2 separate regions of the Canis lupus genome follow, and region 1 is linked to region 2. Evidence: chromatin contacts called from public Hi-C data. All regions are on one chromosome and are shown on one strand. Each heading gives the region's core, a stretch centred on a gene start, on an enhancer-like site or on the middle of the called end of the contact. The rest is flanking DNA. Distances are from core to core; before and after follow the strand shown. Region 1 has its middle 17 kb from the start of GMNN. Region 2 holds the start of C35H6orf62.

The links. Hi-C and Micro-C count contacts between places; a contact is called where the count stands out from the background.
Region 1: a Hi-C map of liver shows a contact between it and region 2, with 2.9 times the contacts expected there. The contact joins the enhancer-like site here to the promoter of C35H6orf62 in region 2. A contact is called at or near these places in 5 of 9 Hi-C or Micro-C datasets (amygdala, blood and liver).

Annotation. Positions count from the first base shown.
Region 1 is chr35:24,188,731-24,193,220 of UU_Cfam_GSD_1.0, forward strand. No RefSeq gene overlaps it. Among named protein-coding and RNA genes, the nearest start is that of GMNN, 17 kb to the right of the region's middle. Within about 2 kb of position 1,636, at least 4 of the 20 cell types and tissues checked have an H3K27ac peak or open chromatin away from gene starts, as enhancers often do. A contact at or near this core is called in liver, where this site is marked.
Region 2 is chr35:24,151,683-24,156,368 of UU_Cfam_GSD_1.0, forward strand. It overlaps C35H6orf62, which reads right to left and starts at 1,402. Exons shown (of 5, transcript XM_038584288.1): 1 at 954-1,402. The coding sequence starts at 995.

The sequences.
Region 1 (4,490 bases), core at 386-2,885, 37 kb after region 2:
TTATTCATGAGACACACAGAGGGAGAGGAAGAGACATAGGTAGTACTCCATCCCAGGACCCGGAGATCACAACCTGAGCCAAAGGCAGATGCTCAACCACTGAGCCACCCAGGCATCCCAGTGCTTGCTTGGTTTTTATACTTCCCTTACCATCTTGAAATTATGAGCAGTTTTTTCTTTTTTTAACACAAGGGCTCTCCTGTTCATCTGGCACTGGACCTGCCCCAATGACGCAGCCAGGCCTGATCTACCTGTTACTGCTTCTATGGGGGAGGAAATAACTCTGTGGTGGGTTTCATAGAGGCTGTGGAGGTTCTTGCTTAGAGGGCATTCGGCCGTTTTGAGGAAGGTACGCTGCCTTTCATCTTTCTTCCAAACCTTTTAAAATCCCGCACTTCTGAGAAAACTCTGCTCACACTGGTCCTTCAGATGCCTGCCTCCCTCTTCTCTTCATTTTCACAGACACACACCATTTTGACTGGAGCTTGCTTTTCTGATTTTCTTAAACACTCTAGAGTCTTGAATCCAACACAAATATGGTTGGTGATCTATTTTGGTTCTTTTCATTGAATTTCTTTTTCAATCTATTTTCCATAAGTCTATTTCAAATCTTAACCCATAAATTCCCCAGAGGAAAAAAAAAAGTTGCATTAGCAAATCTGCAGCACAAATAAGGCATCCTCTAACTTCCCCTGCTTCTCCTTTCCATGGACAGGAGTGGCTTTAGCACTTCTTATATGCCTATTCCTATGTACCTTGCTCACCCACAACTCTTTTTTTCACTCTGGTAGGGAGAAAGTGATTCTTATACATACCCATTTCAAAATTATTTATCAAGTTTCTTTTTTTTTTTAAGGCTTTATTTATTTATTCATGAGAGAAGAAAGGCGTGCAGAGACACAGGCAGAGGGAGAAGCAGGCCCCATGCAGGGAGCCCACCGAGGGACTGGATCCCGGGTCTCCAGGATCACGCCCTGGGCTGAAGGCCACGCTAAACCGCTGAGCCACCCGGGCTGCCCATTTATCAAGTTTCTTGCAAGAAAATAGCCTTTCTTGGGAGGGTGGAAAGTAACTTTGCTATCTCTGATAGATAGATTCCTTGGGTTTTTTTTTCTTTAGTCTAAGAATGTGCCAACTATCTAGAGTAAAGGTCAGCAAAACATGGTCATCAGGCCAAATTCAGCCCATGGCCTGTTTTGTCTTGCCTGAGAACTAAGAACAGTTTTTATTTTTTTAGGGTGGTAAACACACACACACACACACACACACACACACACGCACACACACAGTGTGCAATAAAGGAAACCTAAAATATTTACTATCTGTCCCTGTAAAGAAAAAAGTCTCCCAACTCTGGATTTAGAGAACTGTAACAATCTGCTCTCCCTTCCCACTGAAGTCAACAGAAAAAGTTACTCTAAGCTTTGGCAAAAGCAGTCTTCAAACTCCACTGGGTCCTGAATCCTGTGTTTTCTTTCTGTTCTCTCTCCGCAGCAGCTGTTTCTAAGCATGTCTACTGTGCCTAAGAGCATTACACTGGGCTCTATGCTCTTGGCAAGCCCTCAGACCTTTCTGAGGAAAGTATTCCCAAACACAAGCTTTCTACATAAAATATCTGTGGTTTGTGCCCTTCACCAGAAGCCAACCCTGCTGCCCGGGCAGCAGTCCAAGGCAGCCAGGGTAGAGGGAGGGAGAACCTCCCTTCAAAGAGGACAGTACAGTGGCACCCTGCCCAGTGGGGACGCTCCTGCTGGGGAATACTAGTAGACCCCCCCACCCCCAATAAGGCACTCTCTTTTAGGACCTACAGATACTTAGGTGTACTCAAAAAAGAGAAGCCTCAAAAACTCAGGTTATTTGGGGGCACCTGGCTGGCTCAGTCGGTGGAGCATGCAACTCTTGATCTCAGGGTCATAAGTTCAAACTCAACATTGGGAGGGAGAGATCACTTAAAAAAAATTAAAAGGACACCTGAGTGGCTCAGTGGTTAAGCGTGGCTCAGTGGTTAAGCGTCTGCCTTTGGCTCAGGTGGTGATCCTGGGTCCTGGGATCAAGTCCTACATTGGGCTCCCCACAGGGAGCCTGCTTCTCCCTTTGCCTATGTCTCTGCCTCTCTCTGTGTCTCCTGTGAATAAAAAAATAAAATCTTAAAAAAAATTAAAATTAAAAAATAAAACCCCTCAGGTTATTCATTCAGTTCTCAGAGGACTGTTGGTAATCTTGGCTTTGGAAGTACTTCAACCCAGAGTGACTGATCAGCTGCTGAGGGGGCGCTCCTATAGCATTTCTGGGCCCTGTGCCTCCATGCAATGTACTCCCATGTCTCTTTCTTGCAGTGTATGCAAGCCTTAATAAATGCAACATCCACTGCAGTTGCGAGCCTGCATCAGTTTCCCCTTGCTCCAGGTGGTCTTACTCCTGCTACCCTCACCTGCCCCTTGCTAAGCCTCTTTCTCAGCCTTTCCTTCTGCCACGGGGAGCATTTCTGTGTGGCCAACCTAGGGGAATGGGGCGGTGTAGCGTTATAACACAGCCCTCATGCCTGCACCTGGTGGACTGCATAGCTGGTCTTCTAACCACCATCATGAGCTGGCAATTCTAAACAACATCAGATAAAATACTCCTTCCTGAAAACAATCTTTTGCTGGTCAGTTCTAAACACTGTAGCAGTTACTGTTGGTTTTCCTAAAATAAAACTTGAGCACTTTTTATTATTCCATTAATAAACATTATACTCTTCACGCGGGTATTCAGAGACCTCCGGGTTATGTGCTTGGCATCCCACACACCCAGCCTCAGCCACACACAGCTGGTTTGGGGAGTACGTGTCCAGTGGAATCAGTGCAGTTCACTTTGGGTACAGCTCCTGTCTCCAGTCCCTGGCGTACTGTATTTTTGCTTTTAAATACTAGATTAAGGGGCACCTGGGTTGCTCAGTCAGTCAAGAATCTGCCTTTGGCTTGGGTCATGAACCCAGGGTCTGGGATGGGGCCCCACATTGGGCTCCCTGCTCAGCGGGGAGCCTGCTTCTTCCTTTACCCCTCCCCCTGCTTGTGTTCTCTGTCAAGTAAATAAAAAAAAAAAATCTTTAAAAAAAAATACTAGATTGAGAAAAAAATGATAGCACAGTCATTATACATATAGGTAGAGAAACAGAACTTGAGTCACTTTAATTCTGTCATATTTTGAGACCACCTGGAATTCTTATCTGTGTTTAAAATTCAAAACTGTCAGTGCAAATGGAGAAGTTTTGTAAGGACAGATTTTAGTTCACACTTGAAACATTTTACTGAATTTGAGTAAAATCTTTAAAGTTGACATTTCCTTAAAAAAAAAGTTGAAACTTCTTTTTAAATTAATTGTTTAAGGATCAGTGGTTGCCAAGGGTTGTAGAAAGGGAGGGACTTGAGAACCTATCTAATCATGGGCACCTGGGTAGCTCAGTTGGTTGAGTGCCCGACTTTTGGTTTTAGCTCAGGTCATGACCTCAGATACATGAGATCAAGGCTCGCATCAGGGTATGGAGCTGGCTTAATATTCTCTCTCTGCCCCTCCCCCACTCTTAAAAAAAAAAAACATATCCAGCAGGACCATTTAGTATTTTCCTCTAAATTGTATCTTTTGCATGCAAAACAAAAGTATCAAAGTATTACTTTCTTCCCTTTTTTGTACTGTAATTTATCAAAAATCTTTTTCTTACACAGAAAGTTCAAAACAGAAAACTTTCACTTTCTGCATTTACTTTCTGGTTGTTTTAATATTTGCCTCATTTCATGATTCCTGAAAATAACATTTGTTAAAAATGATCCACACTAAATAAACTAGTCCATCCAGACAATGGAATATTATTCAGGATGAGAAGAAATGAGTCATGAAGAGACAGGGAGGAAACTTAAATGCATATCAGTAAATGAAAGAAGCCAATCTGAAAAGGCTACATACTGTTTGATTCCAACTCTGATACTGTGGGCAAGCTCAAACCCTGGAGGCAGTAAAAGGATCAGTGGTTGTCAAGGGTTGTGGAAAGGGAGGGATGAATAGGTCGAGCACAGAGGGTTTTTAGGGCAGTGAAAATACTCTGTATGATATGATGTACACATGTCTTACACCCTGGTGCAGACCCACAGAATGTACAACACCAAGAATAAACAAAGGTTAGGCTTTGTGTGATAAAGAGGTATCAAAGTAGCCTCCTGACCTGTAACAAATGTGCCACTCCAGTGCAGGCGCAGGATGTTGACATCCTGGGGAGGCTATGCCTGTATGGAGGCAGAGGGTGTATGGGAAAATCCTATGCCTTTGGCTCAAGTTTGCTGTGAACCCAAAATTGCTCTTTAAAAAAACCCCACTCTGGGTGTTTAATGAGCTCAGTACACCCCTGGGCATCCCTCTTACAGCCCCCCATTCTTAGCTCACACACTCTCCCGCCTTCCCAGCAGTTACACTGACTTCACAGCTTTATCTGTTTCTTCCCTTGCCCCCTGCAACTT
Region 2 (4,686 bases), core at 152-2,651:
AAAGGCTTTTGGGGGAAATGAATAGCCTATTATCAGGATTTAGGTGTGCAATAAAACACAGCTGACACCAGTCCAATCCTTAAGATCCATCCGGATTTTGCCCCCTCTTTAGAGAAGGGATTATGAAAAGGAAGGAGGGGGGGTGGGAAGTGTGATGATCCCTGCTTTCCAAATACCCAAATAAAAAGAATTACAAAGAAAAAGGGAAAAAGAAGAAGAAGAAGAAGATAAAAAAAAAAAAAAAAAAAAAAAAACCCCAACCCCCCCAAAAAACACGAAAACAGGGTAGGTGAATGAAACTGAAATATCCAATTGGATTTTACCCAGCCAGATCCATGGCTGTAGTACCTAATTAACTCTTAAGTTATTTCAGATTTCACTATTGCTATGTATCGTCAGTGCTTGTTATTGATTACACTTGGTGGTGAGCAAAGAGAAAAGTGCAAAATCGGTAGAGACAGAAGGGGAGAGGTACAGGGTTTCCCTGCAATCAACTACAGTGTATACTGGGGGCGGACAGCTGTTGCCCAAAGGAGCCGTGAGAAAAAACAGCGGAGTCACGACCAGCCTCCCCATCACCCACATTTTCACCCTCAGGCGGCTGCTAGTGCTGCTGCCATGGAAAATCATGATGGCAGAGAGGACGGGGTGGGGGCTCTGATACGATACGGTAGCTCTCCGGGCTCTGTGGTTAGACCCGGCGAACGCCCGGGATCCCAACACCCCCAGCCCTGCAGCGAGTCCTACATTCCCCCGGGGGAGCCTTCCCTAGGAATCCGGCCCCGTTCGCGACCGCGCGGGGGGCGCCTTATCTTCCTGCGCGCATCGCTGGGGCCGAGCCGGCGGGTCCTCCTCCCGGATCCCGGAGCCCAGGCCGCGAGAGCCCGGGGACCACCTGCCTTCCACCCCCCAGGCCCCGCCCCCGCCCTCTGCCTTCAGCGGCAGCGACTCACTCGCACCACGGGAGACACAGGATCACTCAGGTTCTCACTCATTTCATCGTGGAAACAACTCCCGCCCGGATAGAGGCGGCGGGAGAGGGTAAATGGGAAGGATCAGTGAGAAGAAAAAAAAAAAAATAGTTTTGTTAATATTACTTTTTTTAAAGTACGCCCGGCCCACCCCCCCCCTTCAAAAATAAACACACGCACGCACAGACACACACACACACGGAAAACAACCCAAAACCAAAACCCAAAAGCCTGAGGTTCCCGGACTCTGGCTGAGCTCGCTCTCACGTGGAACAGACCATGTTTCCCGAATCGGATAGTTTTAAGGTGGGGTCATCAGTCGGCTTCCCCGAGGGGCGGGGTGGCTCTGAGGCGGCGGGAAGGCCCCTCCCGGTCCCCGCGGACGCCGGGACTCACGGACCGACTCTCGGGCGGGGTTCGGGCCCTCTAGCCGCAGCCTGCGGGCGGAGCGGTGGCGGCGGCAGAGGAGGCGGCGGCGGCGGGAGCGCTGCTCGCGGCACGGGCGGGAGCCATGTCAAGAGAACAGCACCAGCCAACTGAGCCCCTCCATCCCCGCTGCGGCGCGCACTGTGGCCGGGCCGCCCGCGCTGCTGCCGCCGCTCAGCCCCCACCTGGGCCCCATAGTCTGGCTCGGCGCCCCGGGCGGCGGCGGACGGAAGGACGCGAGGGAGGCGGCGGCGAGAGAGACAGAGAGAGCAGGAGGAGCGAGGAGAAGGCGGGCAGGGCAGGCACCGGCGGCGGAGGGGCGGGGGAGGAGGGGAGGGGAGCCCTGCGCTACGGGGTCTGGCAGCGAGGCAAACCCCCCGGAGTAAAGTTATTTCAGTCCAGGCATCTGCTCTCGAGTCTCTCTTCCCCCCACGGCCGGGCTCCGGCTCTCGGCAAGGAAGGTCGAGGAGACCCGGAGGGGGAGAAGCCGCAGCGGAGGGTGAGCGTCCGCGCTGGCACAGCCTCGTTGCCCCCAACCGCTGGCTGCCGACACGGCGGCGGCGTCGGGCGCCTCCCGGTCCGGGGCAGAGTCGCGTTGGAGGAGGGAAGCGAGAACAAACAACTTAAAATGGCAGCGACGGCCGCTGCGTCACACGCCCCTCAGCGGAAACGCCCGAGACGCTCTGCGGCTGCGCAGCGCGCGGGCGCGACCACCTGCGCCGAGCCGGGGGGGGGGGCGAGAGGCGGGACGCCCAAGGTGTCTCCTGGCTGTCAAGCACAGAGGAGGCAAGGGCGGGGGAAGGGGGTGCGAGGGAGCGTCGGCAAGGGGAGGCTGGGAAGGGAAGCTTCTGAGTGGATCGGCCTGCTTCAAAGGGGGAGTTGGAGAAGAGAGACTCCCCTCCCGCGCCGCTTGAAGCTTCCACCGAGCGTGGCACGGGACCGCCCAGGCTCCCACCGCCCCCTCCGTCAGGCGGTCCCAGCGCCTGAGCTGGCTCCTCGCCCCTCCCCGCACGGGCGTCCCGAGGCCACGCCCCCTGGCGCTCGCAGAGAGCACCCGGATGGACACGCTCTTCCGGGTCCTGCTTAGGCGGTCGGGTAGGTCCGGCACCGAGGCCGCGCCCAGGCGGCGGGGGCGGGGGCGGGGGCGGAGTCAGGGAGGGACCGCACAGTCCGCCTGGGAAGGTCGGCGGGAACGTCTCCGTTCGCCTCACCGCGGGGCCTGACGCAAACGAGCGAACGAGTGACCGCCCGTGCCCGCTCTGTGAGCTCCGTCCTGCTGCGGAGGGTGCTTCCCCGGGGCCGCGCGCCTCCGCCCCCCCCCGGCCACGTGCGCGGCGTGAGGGCGGGCCTCGGGGCCGACGAAGGTCACCTGCGCCGTGGGGCCAGCGCGGCCGCCGGGACGGCGGAGAGCGACAAGGCACCTGCCCCAAGACTTTGTCCGCCCGTGTCACCGTGCGGGGTGTGCTGGGAACCTCCGGGACCTCAGGCCCAGGCCCCCGTGTCCCCCCGTGTCACCGTGCGGGGTGTGCTGGGGCCCTCCGGGACCTCAGGCCCAGGCCCCCGTGTCCCCCCGTGTCACCGTGCGGGGTGTGCTGGGGCCCTCCGGGACCTCAGACCCAGGCCCCCGTGTCCCCCCGTGTCACCGTGCGGGGTGTGCTGGGGCCCTCCGGGACCTCAGGCCCAGGCCCCCGTGTCCCCCCGTGTCACCGTACGGGGTGTGCTGGGGCCCTCCGGGACCTCAGACCCAGGCCCCCGTGTCCCCCCGTGTCACCGTGCGGGGTGTGCTGGGGCCCTCCGGGACCTCAGACCCAGGCCCCAATGTGTTGCACCATATTTGAAAACACGAAGAGGGTACTGTTGGTAGTTTGCCTTGTTCGCTGAATCCACGTTGAGTGCCATTTTCAGAGCTCCGATGTGCCGCTAACACAGTTATGTGTCTAACCAGCAAAGGTCAATACTTGTCAGAAGTAAAGCTATGCTGTATGGTGAAATTTAGAAGTCTGTTGTGTCTTCAAATGATGGCCCTTGGGAAAATCAAAATAACTTATCTACATAGTAACCATTTTTCCCCCAACTATGAGCCAAAAGAATAATTGGGAACCACCTTTCCATATAAATTCTTGTCCAGAACTGAAGGATGAGAGTCCTGCGGTTTCCATATATTCACTAACCTTGAAAAAATGAAGCTAATGGGGCACCTGGGTGGCTCAGTGGTTGAGCGTCTACCTTTGGCTCAGGGCGTGATCCCCGGGTCCTGGGACTGAGTCCCGCATTGGGCTTCCTGCGGAGAGCCTGCTTCTCCCTCTGCCTGTGTCTTTGCCTCTCTGTGTCTTTCATGAACAAATAAATAAAATCTTTAAAACAAAAAAAGATGAAGCTAACATTTTGCTAGGGCTTCCCTGATGTATTTTCACAATCATATCCTAATGATAATTGTAGATGTTCACAGTTTAAGATTTATAACATTTTGTTACCCCCCACAAAATGATAAAAAAATTAATGCTGGTTCATACCCTTTTCTACCACAAACATTTTTTTTTTGTTACAGCAGATTATAAATTCTCATCTGTACAAACATATATCACTTACATTTGTAAGACCAACGTTCAAAAGTAAAAACGAGATGGGGTCTCTCATTACCAGAGGTCCAGTGGCTGCAACTGGCAAGGGGATGTTCTGCTCTCAAGTGGGATACCGAGGCATACACAGCTAGTAAAACTAGAATCTCAATCCTCACAAAACTTGGGACAAAACCTAACTGGCAAAAAAAAACCAACCAAGATTCACATGAGAAACTAACAGTATCCAAAAAAAAAAAAGGAAAAAAAAAAAAAAAGAGAAAGAAACTAACAGTATCCTGCGCTCCAGTCGATGGATATCATTATGTCATTGTCACCTTACTTAAAACGAAGTAGAGGACTAAGAGAAGGAAACCATAGCAGTATATAAAAGAAACTACACATTTGCTACACAGTGTATTTAAATTGGTTCCATTAAAATAACGATATTAAAATTTCATCACAGGTTTTAAAACCAGGACAATACTGCTCTTGGATTTTTTTTTTTTTTAAGATTTATTTTAGAGCATGAGCAGAAGGGGCAGAGAGAGAGGGAGAGAGAATCTCAAGCAAACTCCACAATGAGCATGGACCCTGACTCAGCACTTGATCCCACCACCCTGAGATCCTAACCCTAGCAGAAACCAAGGGTTGGAACTCAACCAACCAACGAACTGTGCCACCTAGGCACCCCTGATTTTCTTTAAAACTGCAACGTAGTGACTCTGTTG